Linked DNA regions of Danio rerio: regions 2 and 3 are each linked to region 1. A link is a contact called in public Hi-C data. All regions are on one chromosome and are shown on one strand. Each heading gives the region's core, a stretch centred on a gene start, on an enhancer-like site or on the middle of the called end of the contact. The rest is flanking DNA. Distances are from core to core; before and after follow the strand shown.

Region 1 (2,700 bases), core at 66-2,565:
TGTTTTGAAATAATATTACAAAAATGTATTGTAATGTACTGTGTATTTGTAAATGTATTTAATTAATTAAAAGTGAAATAGTCTTCAAATAATATTATGTAGCTAATAACATGGACTACAAACATTTTCAAGATATTTGATCATAAAACTCTAAAAACCAACAACAAACCAAAGCCAATTAAACCAACTTACAATATTGTCATGTTATCAAAGTAATAGCAACATTAAAACTTCTTATCAAAATATATTGTGAGAATAGACTCCCTAACAAGATAGTGATTATAGTTTCTCGTATAACTTTAATAAAATATATAACGTTAGATCTACAAAAACAATACAAAAGAGTAATGTACAGATCTGCTTCCTTCATGCTTTATGGAATAACGTTACATTAGTAAGTTAATCTTTACAGGGCTGGTCGCGAGCATCTTCGCTAACCAATGGGCCATTTAAACACTTTAACAAAGCTAAACTAAGAGTATTCACAGGCTGAATTGGTATTTTAGTGTATTCATTTGCTTTTAAATATGAATTACTTAGCAAAGGAAAATAAAAACGTTAGCTAAACACCGAAAAGTATGCTAAAACTGCGCATATGCGAGATATGTAACATTGTACAACTTAACAAAACTTCAGAAAACAATCTGGACAGGGGAACAAGCGATTGTCGAAGAGTTTGTTAAACGTGTTTCAGGAGCGCGCGCTGGCCATAACACCGACCTACCGTGAATTTGTATCAGCAACTTGCAGCAAATAATGTTTTAAAACTCGGGGCTTATTTCCGGGTTACCTCCGAGAAAACATGTCGTTTAACCAACTCGGGCTATAGATCAGACTTATATTGAATAAACTGTTGTTTGTGAACGATTAACACGGCATATTCTTACCTTTCAAATTTTCCGCCATCGTCTCACGCCGCCAAAACTATGGAACTAAAGGCTGCTCGGTGGTTGGATGCGCCCCGTCTGAGTGACGGGTTGAGCAACCAATAGTGGCAGAGTATTTAAATCGGGAAGAGTTTATGCAAAATGCCACATTCGTTAAATGTGTGAACTTTGAGGAAAAATAGATCTTAATTTGACTGATTTTACAGGCAGATATGGATAATATTTTGAAGACACTAACGTTAGTTATCTGTGAGATGCTTTCCATTTAACGGTTACCCATTTAATTACTCTAGAATGGTTAATTTTTGGTGTCCAGGCGAGACAAAAAAGTCAATACGATTTTTTGAACTAAGGCTTTAATTTCATAATCTAACATCTAGGAAACAAAAAGGCTGTTTACGTCACTCAAAGTAAAAACGGAGATGTGCTGTAAAGTCTTTTATTTTGCTTTTCGCCGGTTATGAAGGCGGCATAGATCTATCTATGCGAAGGCGGGACATGTAGAGTGTCATCGTCACGTGACAGTGTGACGTAAACATTCATGAACTTCCGGGAAAAGTCAACAAATGCGTTGATGTAAATACTGTCTGTATGTTTGTGCGTTTAGTTTTGCATTTCTGCGTGTAACATTTTATGTATTTGTACCTCCTTATGTAATTTTATTTCCTCTAAAATACGCAATATAGACAGGAGAAGGCCTAAACGGCGAAACCGGTTGTCTGCCAGCCTCTTATTAATGCGGCATAGACCATTTACTAACTGATTATAAGTACATTGTTTACAGTACAACCATCACCTTTAGCTAAACGACAAATAATTTAAATGTATTATTTTACAGGCGTCATGTCCTTCATTGCACAAAGTCTCCGGACACCAGTAATTTTCCTGGCGTTTCTTGTTCTCATAGAAGTGGTGTCGTTTGCTTCTGCAGATAAGGTACAGTTTTACTGGCTTATTTTCACCTGTATTCTTATGTTTTAAAACCTCTATATGTAAATAAACGTGAAAAAAGGCAACATTTCGAATGTTACCAGGTTTTGACATGTTATTAATGCAATTAGCATTTTTCATTCATTTTCCTTCGGCTTAAGTCCCTTATTTATCAGGGGTCCCCACAGCGGAATGAACCGCCAACTTATCCAGTAGATGTTTTACACAGCAGAAGCCCTTCCAGCTGCAACCCAGTACTGGATTAGCACTTAGCATTTTTTTATAACAAAAAAAAACTAAAACTAAATCTTTGGAGTATTAACCTATACAAACTACTCCAGAAAAGAAACCTTAATAGTTTGTCAATAGGTTTACATTTGCACGTTAATCAGCAAAATTGTGTAAAAGATGTCTGAGATATGGAGGAAGGACTTACTGAGGTTGATGATATGATTTAACAAAAGTTTTTTTGACCCCCTATATTTATACTAATGTGCTTTATATACCTATCCTAAAAATAAATAAATGAGCATAACTCTAACATGAATTGTGTATAATTTAAAAAAAGTTCAAATTCCTTGCTAAATACTGTGCCTTTCTTCATTTTAGAGAAATCATTTGTCTCTTTCTGAAAATAATATGTTGCTTTCACAGAGTTTTGAAGATGTGCGTTGCAAGTGCATCTGTCCACCTTACAGAAACATCACTGGACATATATACAAAAAGAATGTGACCCAGAAAGACTGGTAAGACTCTAGACCAGGGGTGCCCAAACTTTTTCTTATGAAGGGCCAAAAACCAAACTTGATTGAGGGTGGTGGGCCGAAGCTAAATATACCAAACTGTATTACGTTAAAGTTGTCATAGAAACTTTTTAATTTAA
Region 2 (2,723 bases), core at 3-2,502, 130 kb before region 1:
AGCCTGGTTTAAGCAATAAGCTGGAGATGGCTGGTTTGCTCTGGGCCCTCAACCTGATCAAGTTGGTAAACTCCCAGTCTGACCAGCTAAGACCAGACTGGAAATAGCTGAAACCAGCCTGGAAATGGCCAAAACCTCTCTAACTAGGCTGGTGGTTGACCAGCTAAAACCATCTTAGGCTCGTTTAAGCTATTTTTTCAGCAGCACGCTTCAGAATCTTGCCAGAAGTAGGCTTCTTGCCTACTGTGTTTCAATTATTATGAATTTTGATGTATTATTTGGCTCCCATACTGTTTTTCACATAGGCTACTATAGAGAAGTAGCCTATGCAATTTTCATTTTCATTCAGTCTTCCTACTTTTTTAAGTTTATAGCATGTAGGCCTATGTTTTCTGTAACATGACTGCATAACCTGTCATCTCTGAACATTATATTTTATTCTGCGATTATACAATCATTCAAAATCATACCTCTAACGCAGCACCGTTTTGTTAAAAATGGTTGCCATACACTACATACACATTTTTCTAGCTATATAACAAATCTAATTTGCTTGAATACATCAGCAATCAGAATTGTCCATGCAAAATTAAGGTTAATGGATTATTAAAACTGTTGATGGGAATTTTTAGTTTTGTCCCATATGTAATAAATTCCCACTTTTCTCCAGAAGGTGGCGCCCTTGATTGAATATGCGTCCACCATTTTCAAAATCACTTGTCAAATGTTTTTTTTTTTTTTTTGGTCTTTTTAATCGTTTTATGTTTTAAATTATTCAATACCTTGCTGAAAAAATACAGAATTGGTTTCCACTGCAGATACCATTAAAGCCCTACAATCCATCAATTAACTTTTAGAACCATTTTGATGGTTACTATCTAATGTGTTTTGGGGAAATATTCTATTAGAATTTATTGGATTAACATGCCATCAATAAAAGGCCAAAAGTAAAGCACTAATACAATTTCCATTAAAACCAATGTCATTTCTATAATAACCATTTTGATGGATTCTTTAAATTTCATTTCAGCAGGTAAAGGAATACTACATCCAGAAATTTCCCTCGGGCCTAGGGCTGGAACGGGTCAAAATTTCCACTATATGTAATTTGGTTGTATTTTATACATATTTTTTGTCTTTTATTTAAGTATTTCTATCAGTGTAGGATTTATATGTTTAATAATTAACTGTGATTAAATGCGAGTTTAAAATGTGTAAAATACTATTTTGATGGCACCAGAAATATTTACTTAGTAGACAAAAAAATCGAACATTTAAAAAGTACTGATAATTTGTAGAAATTACCAATAGTATATTTGTATTTTTTCATGTCTTGGATTAAGTTAATGTGTAAAATACAGGGGTGAGAGAATCTATACCTCAAAACAGGCAGACTTCAATAGAGCTGGACAACAAAAGCTAAACATTTCTTTTAATATTTCTTAGGTTTCTTCTATGGCTCATATTTCGTATGGTGTAGCTTAGCCTAGCCTACTAGAGCTACTTGTGTAACTCCAAAATTAGCATTTTTTCCCGAAGTAACGTTAGCAGTAGGCTCAATAGAGAAACGCAAAAACAGTAACGTTAGCCTGTTTACAGAATGAACTGACCTGCACTTGACGTCATGAGCATCAGGTCAGTAATTCTGCTACATATCACTGTTGTTTCTTGGAGAGGATGAACTCTTTTCGCTACAAATGGACGCATTTTCTCTATCCTCAAGTCCCTCGAATTCGTTTGACACCGTGAAAGCACGTGGCCCGTTGGTAGTCAATACAGGTTCATGATTCGGTTTCATCCATATTTTACACTCTATGGTTTCATCATAAAATGCCGAATTCAGAAATGAATAATTTGTAGGCCTACTTTATGATTATGAAAAATAATTATTATGACGACATTGATACTCGTTTAAATTCAGCTCATTATTATTGATTAGGGGTTCAATAATAATAATAAAAATCTAATTTATATGTAGAATTAATAGATAAATGGCAGTGGTCCACACCTGCTCAAGCAGTTTTTTTTTTTTTTTTTCAGCAGAACATAATGGTTTGTTTTATGTGCTGGGTTAGATTCACATACTTTCCCCACATATTTTGTAAAGGGAAGAGAATTGATTGTTTTCGTGTTTATCTGCACTCTGTGTCTTCAGTGGTTCACTTGCGCTGGCTCTTCTTAGCGAGCTGGACACAACAATCTGGAGTCGTTTGGTCACATTTTGTATGTTTCAACAGAGACTCTTATCACACTTTTACAAACACATTTTTTGGCACACAAATGTGTTTTTGAAGCTTTGTACAACTACAAAATGATAACCACTAAAGTGACACAGAATGTTTTAACAATGTTTTTGGTTTCTTTATAGCTTTAAACATCTCAGGACCATTGCTGCCAATGAAGGATGAGATAGCTTATGTATTTCACCAATATAAGAATAAATAAATACATTTGTATTTAGTAGATGAAAGAAGGTCACAGGAAATTGGAATGAGATAAGGGTGAGTAATTACATCATTTTCAGTTCTGGATTAACTAAGACTTTAAAGTGATAAGATGCATTTGTCAAAAAAAGGCAGTATGCATGTTCAGATTTCCCAACTTTTTGTTCAACTAATTCTTTTTAACTGCAAAACTGAAACTGAAAAAATTTGATTATGTCAGCTTCTTGACCCACAAATTTCACATTTTGCCACAAAATGTTGCATCTTCTTATTTTTTTC
Region 3 (2,700 bases), core at 24-2,523, 160 kb before region 1:
AAAGATGCCTTTTCAAGTTAAAAAGAAATCAAGTGTTTATTAAACGTATTAAGACAACAGAAGTCAATGATTTATTAAAATTATTTAGCTTGGCACTTGTTTCAAAATATTTTAAATGTTAATTTTTTTTTTTACTATGGAATAGTAAATTCCATGGAAAAATAAGTTTTAACCAGACATTTAAAAACACCATATTTTCCTGCAGTAATCATAATATCGTGATACCAGCAAACCGTGATATTTTTACCCAAGGTTATCATACCATCATAATCTTATACCGGCCCATGCCTAATACACTATTGATCAAAAGTTTGGGTTCAGTCAAACTTTTAGATGTTTTAAAGTAAGCTTATCCTGCTCACCAAGGCTGCTTTTATTTAATCAAAACTACAGTATAAATTGTACAATTGTGAAATGTTATTGCACTATAAAACAACTAATAATTTAATTTAATCATTTATTTCAGTGATTTTAATGATGAATTTTAGCTTCAGAGTCACAAGATCCTTCAGATTTTACTGTAATATTAATTATTACTGTTATTATTACTAATAGTAATGATAATTAAAGCAATGATGACTGAGGTAATAATTTCATTTGAAACCACATGCAATAAGTAATACATATATACAAATCTGACAGTGCAAAGCCAAACTGTCTATTTGCATTTTGTACATTTCAAAAGTAAACCCAAGCCTTATGACCTCTTTAAACTCAAAGAATAAATGTGCGACTAATGAAATAAAGTCGAGACTCGAGTCTGAAAATTAAAACAAAAAGATATGAGCACGTGAACTGATAAAAAACACAGAATCTTTATTCACGGACGGACAAAAAAACAACACTGTAAACACTAAAGTTTGACAGAGTAAACCCACACGATTAGTGAGTTTAGCCATGGTGCAATTTCTAAGCAAAACTAACACTAATGGATGAACACTAGCCACAGACTAATCCTTAAAAACATAAACAAAAAGTGTGAAACGCAAAAACATCATCAGTAGAGTATTAGGACTGTCAGTCTGCTAGCAGCAGTCGCTAACTGTCTGTTCAGACTCGTCTGCTCTCAAAGCAAAGTGAGAAACGGCTGAAATCCTGCTTAGTGTCTATTTAGAGCTCAAGCGACATGTGTAAAGTAAGCAGAAATAACGAAAGAAAAATATTAGTTACTCGTAAACACAGTGTTACTTTGAAAAAGTACTTGTTTGCTTACCTTCCACTCGACCTCAAACTGACTCGAGCTAGTAGACGACGACGGACATTATTTCCTTCTTCCGGGTTTGTGCTCGAGGTAAGCAGGGGAACAAAATAAAAGTCTCCGCTCTGGTGGTCTTGTAGGTCTTTGTCTTCGTAGTTAATTTAAACAAAAAACTCTATTCAGTTTGTTACAATTAACATTAAGGCATCATGTGTTTATGTTCGTCAAAATATTAAATAACAGAATACAAAAAGTCATTCATTCATTTTCTTTTTTCGGCTTAGTCCCTTTATTAATCTGGAGCCGCCACAGTGGAATGAACCATCAACTTATCCAGCATATGTTTTTACGCAGCGGATTCCCTTCCAGCTGCAACCCATCTCTGTAAAGCATCCATACACATTCATACTCATACACTACAGACAATTTAGCTTACCCAATTCACCTGTTCATATCTTTGGACTGTGGCGGAAACCGGAGCACCCGTGAACACAGGGAGAACATGCAAACTCCACACAGAAACACTGACTGACCCAGCCGAGGCTCGAACCAGCAACCCAGTGACCTTCTTGCTGTGAGGTGACAACCTACTGCGCCACTGTGTTGCCACAATTAGTCCTATTGACGAATAATAACCTATTAAATATTAACTTAATTAATTAACCTATTAAACTATTATATTCTAAATATGATCAATGCTATAGTAAATCATTACATGTATACTGATGATTTGGCTATCTTTTCCCCAAGTAGGGCTGGTTTTCAGCAGCTGCTACTTTATTTCAATAGTGCTTTTACAATGTAGATGTCAAAGCAGCAGCTTAACATAAAGCTCTAGTCAATTGAAAGTTCAGTTTAGTTCAGTTGAGTGTGTTTTAATTTACACTACTGAAAGTCAAAAACACTGAAAAACAAATCCAGCTTCACAAGTTCCAAGCCAAGCCAGCCATTGGTGAGGAACAAACTTTACTGATTGACAAAAGTGAAGGAAAAAGCCTTGAGAAAAAACAGACTGAAGCCAGTCCCCTGGCCAAACTTTCTGTGCAGAGCTGCAGTCTGGGAGGCGAAAGAGATATAATGTGCAAAATAATACTAACCAAAGGACATAGAGATATGATTTTTCTAGATTTTTATTTGTCAGGGCAAGTTTGAAATGTTAGTAAAACGGTTTTTATTTAGGGCTATATAGGGCATGTCATACTGAGATATGAGTGATAATGATAGCAATAGGATATGAGCACCACTGATGTGATCCAAGACCAGCGACAAGATGATCCCAAGGTTTACATAATCCTGGACAAGGCTGTATCCTAAGCAGCTGCTGTGGTGGTCTTGGAGGAGTGGAGAGTATGTGACTGATTCCTGTGACTCTCCAGGACCAGGTACAGATGAGTCTTCGTTGAAGTCCAGCGTTTAGCCTTCAGCGCCTAGACTACAGCTCTGCACAAGACGTTTGGCCACGAGAGAAATGGTCGTGCCCAACTGAGCCTGGTTTCTCTCGA

What was found. A called contact is a pair of places that touch in the nucleus more often than the background predicts.
Region 2: a contact with region 1 is called in a Hi-C map of hematopoietic stem cells, with 1.8 times the contacts expected there. The contact joins the promoter of wasa here to the promoter of suv39h1b in region 1. A contact is called at or near these places in 1 of 18 Hi-C or Micro-C datasets (hematopoietic stem cells) and 1 of 4 datasets of contacts at active chromatin or transcription factors (embryo).
Region 3: a contact with region 1 is called in a Hi-C map of hematopoietic stem cells, with 2.3 times the contacts expected there. The contact joins the promoter of stk38a here to the promoter of suv39h1b in region 1. A contact is called at or near these places in 2 of 18 Hi-C or Micro-C datasets (hematopoietic stem cells and an unstated tissue).

The regions. Positions count from the first base shown.
Region 1 is chr8:27,658,024-27,660,723 of GRCz12tu, forward strand. It overlaps suv39h1b (SUV39H1 histone lysine methyltransferase b), which reads right to left and starts at 1,316. Exons shown (of 6, transcript NM_001126482.1): 1 at 888-1,316. The coding sequence starts at 906. tmem9 (transmembrane protein 9) reads left to right here and starts at 1,425. Exons shown (of 5, transcript NM_199866.2): 1 at 1,425-1,823; 2 at 2,472-2,563. The coding sequence starts at 1,710.
Region 2 is chr8:27,524,330-27,527,052 of GRCz12tu, forward strand. It overlaps wasa (WASP actin nucleation promoting factor a), which reads left to right and starts at 1,253. Exons shown (of 14, transcript XM_073910429.1): 1 at 1,253-1,635; 2 at 2,369-2,501. It also overlaps a transcript of stk38a not described here.
Region 3 is chr8:27,501,883-27,504,582 of GRCz12tu, forward strand. stk38a (serine/threonine kinase 38a) reads right to left here and starts at 1,274. Exons shown (of 14, transcript NM_213456.1): 1 at 1,214-1,274.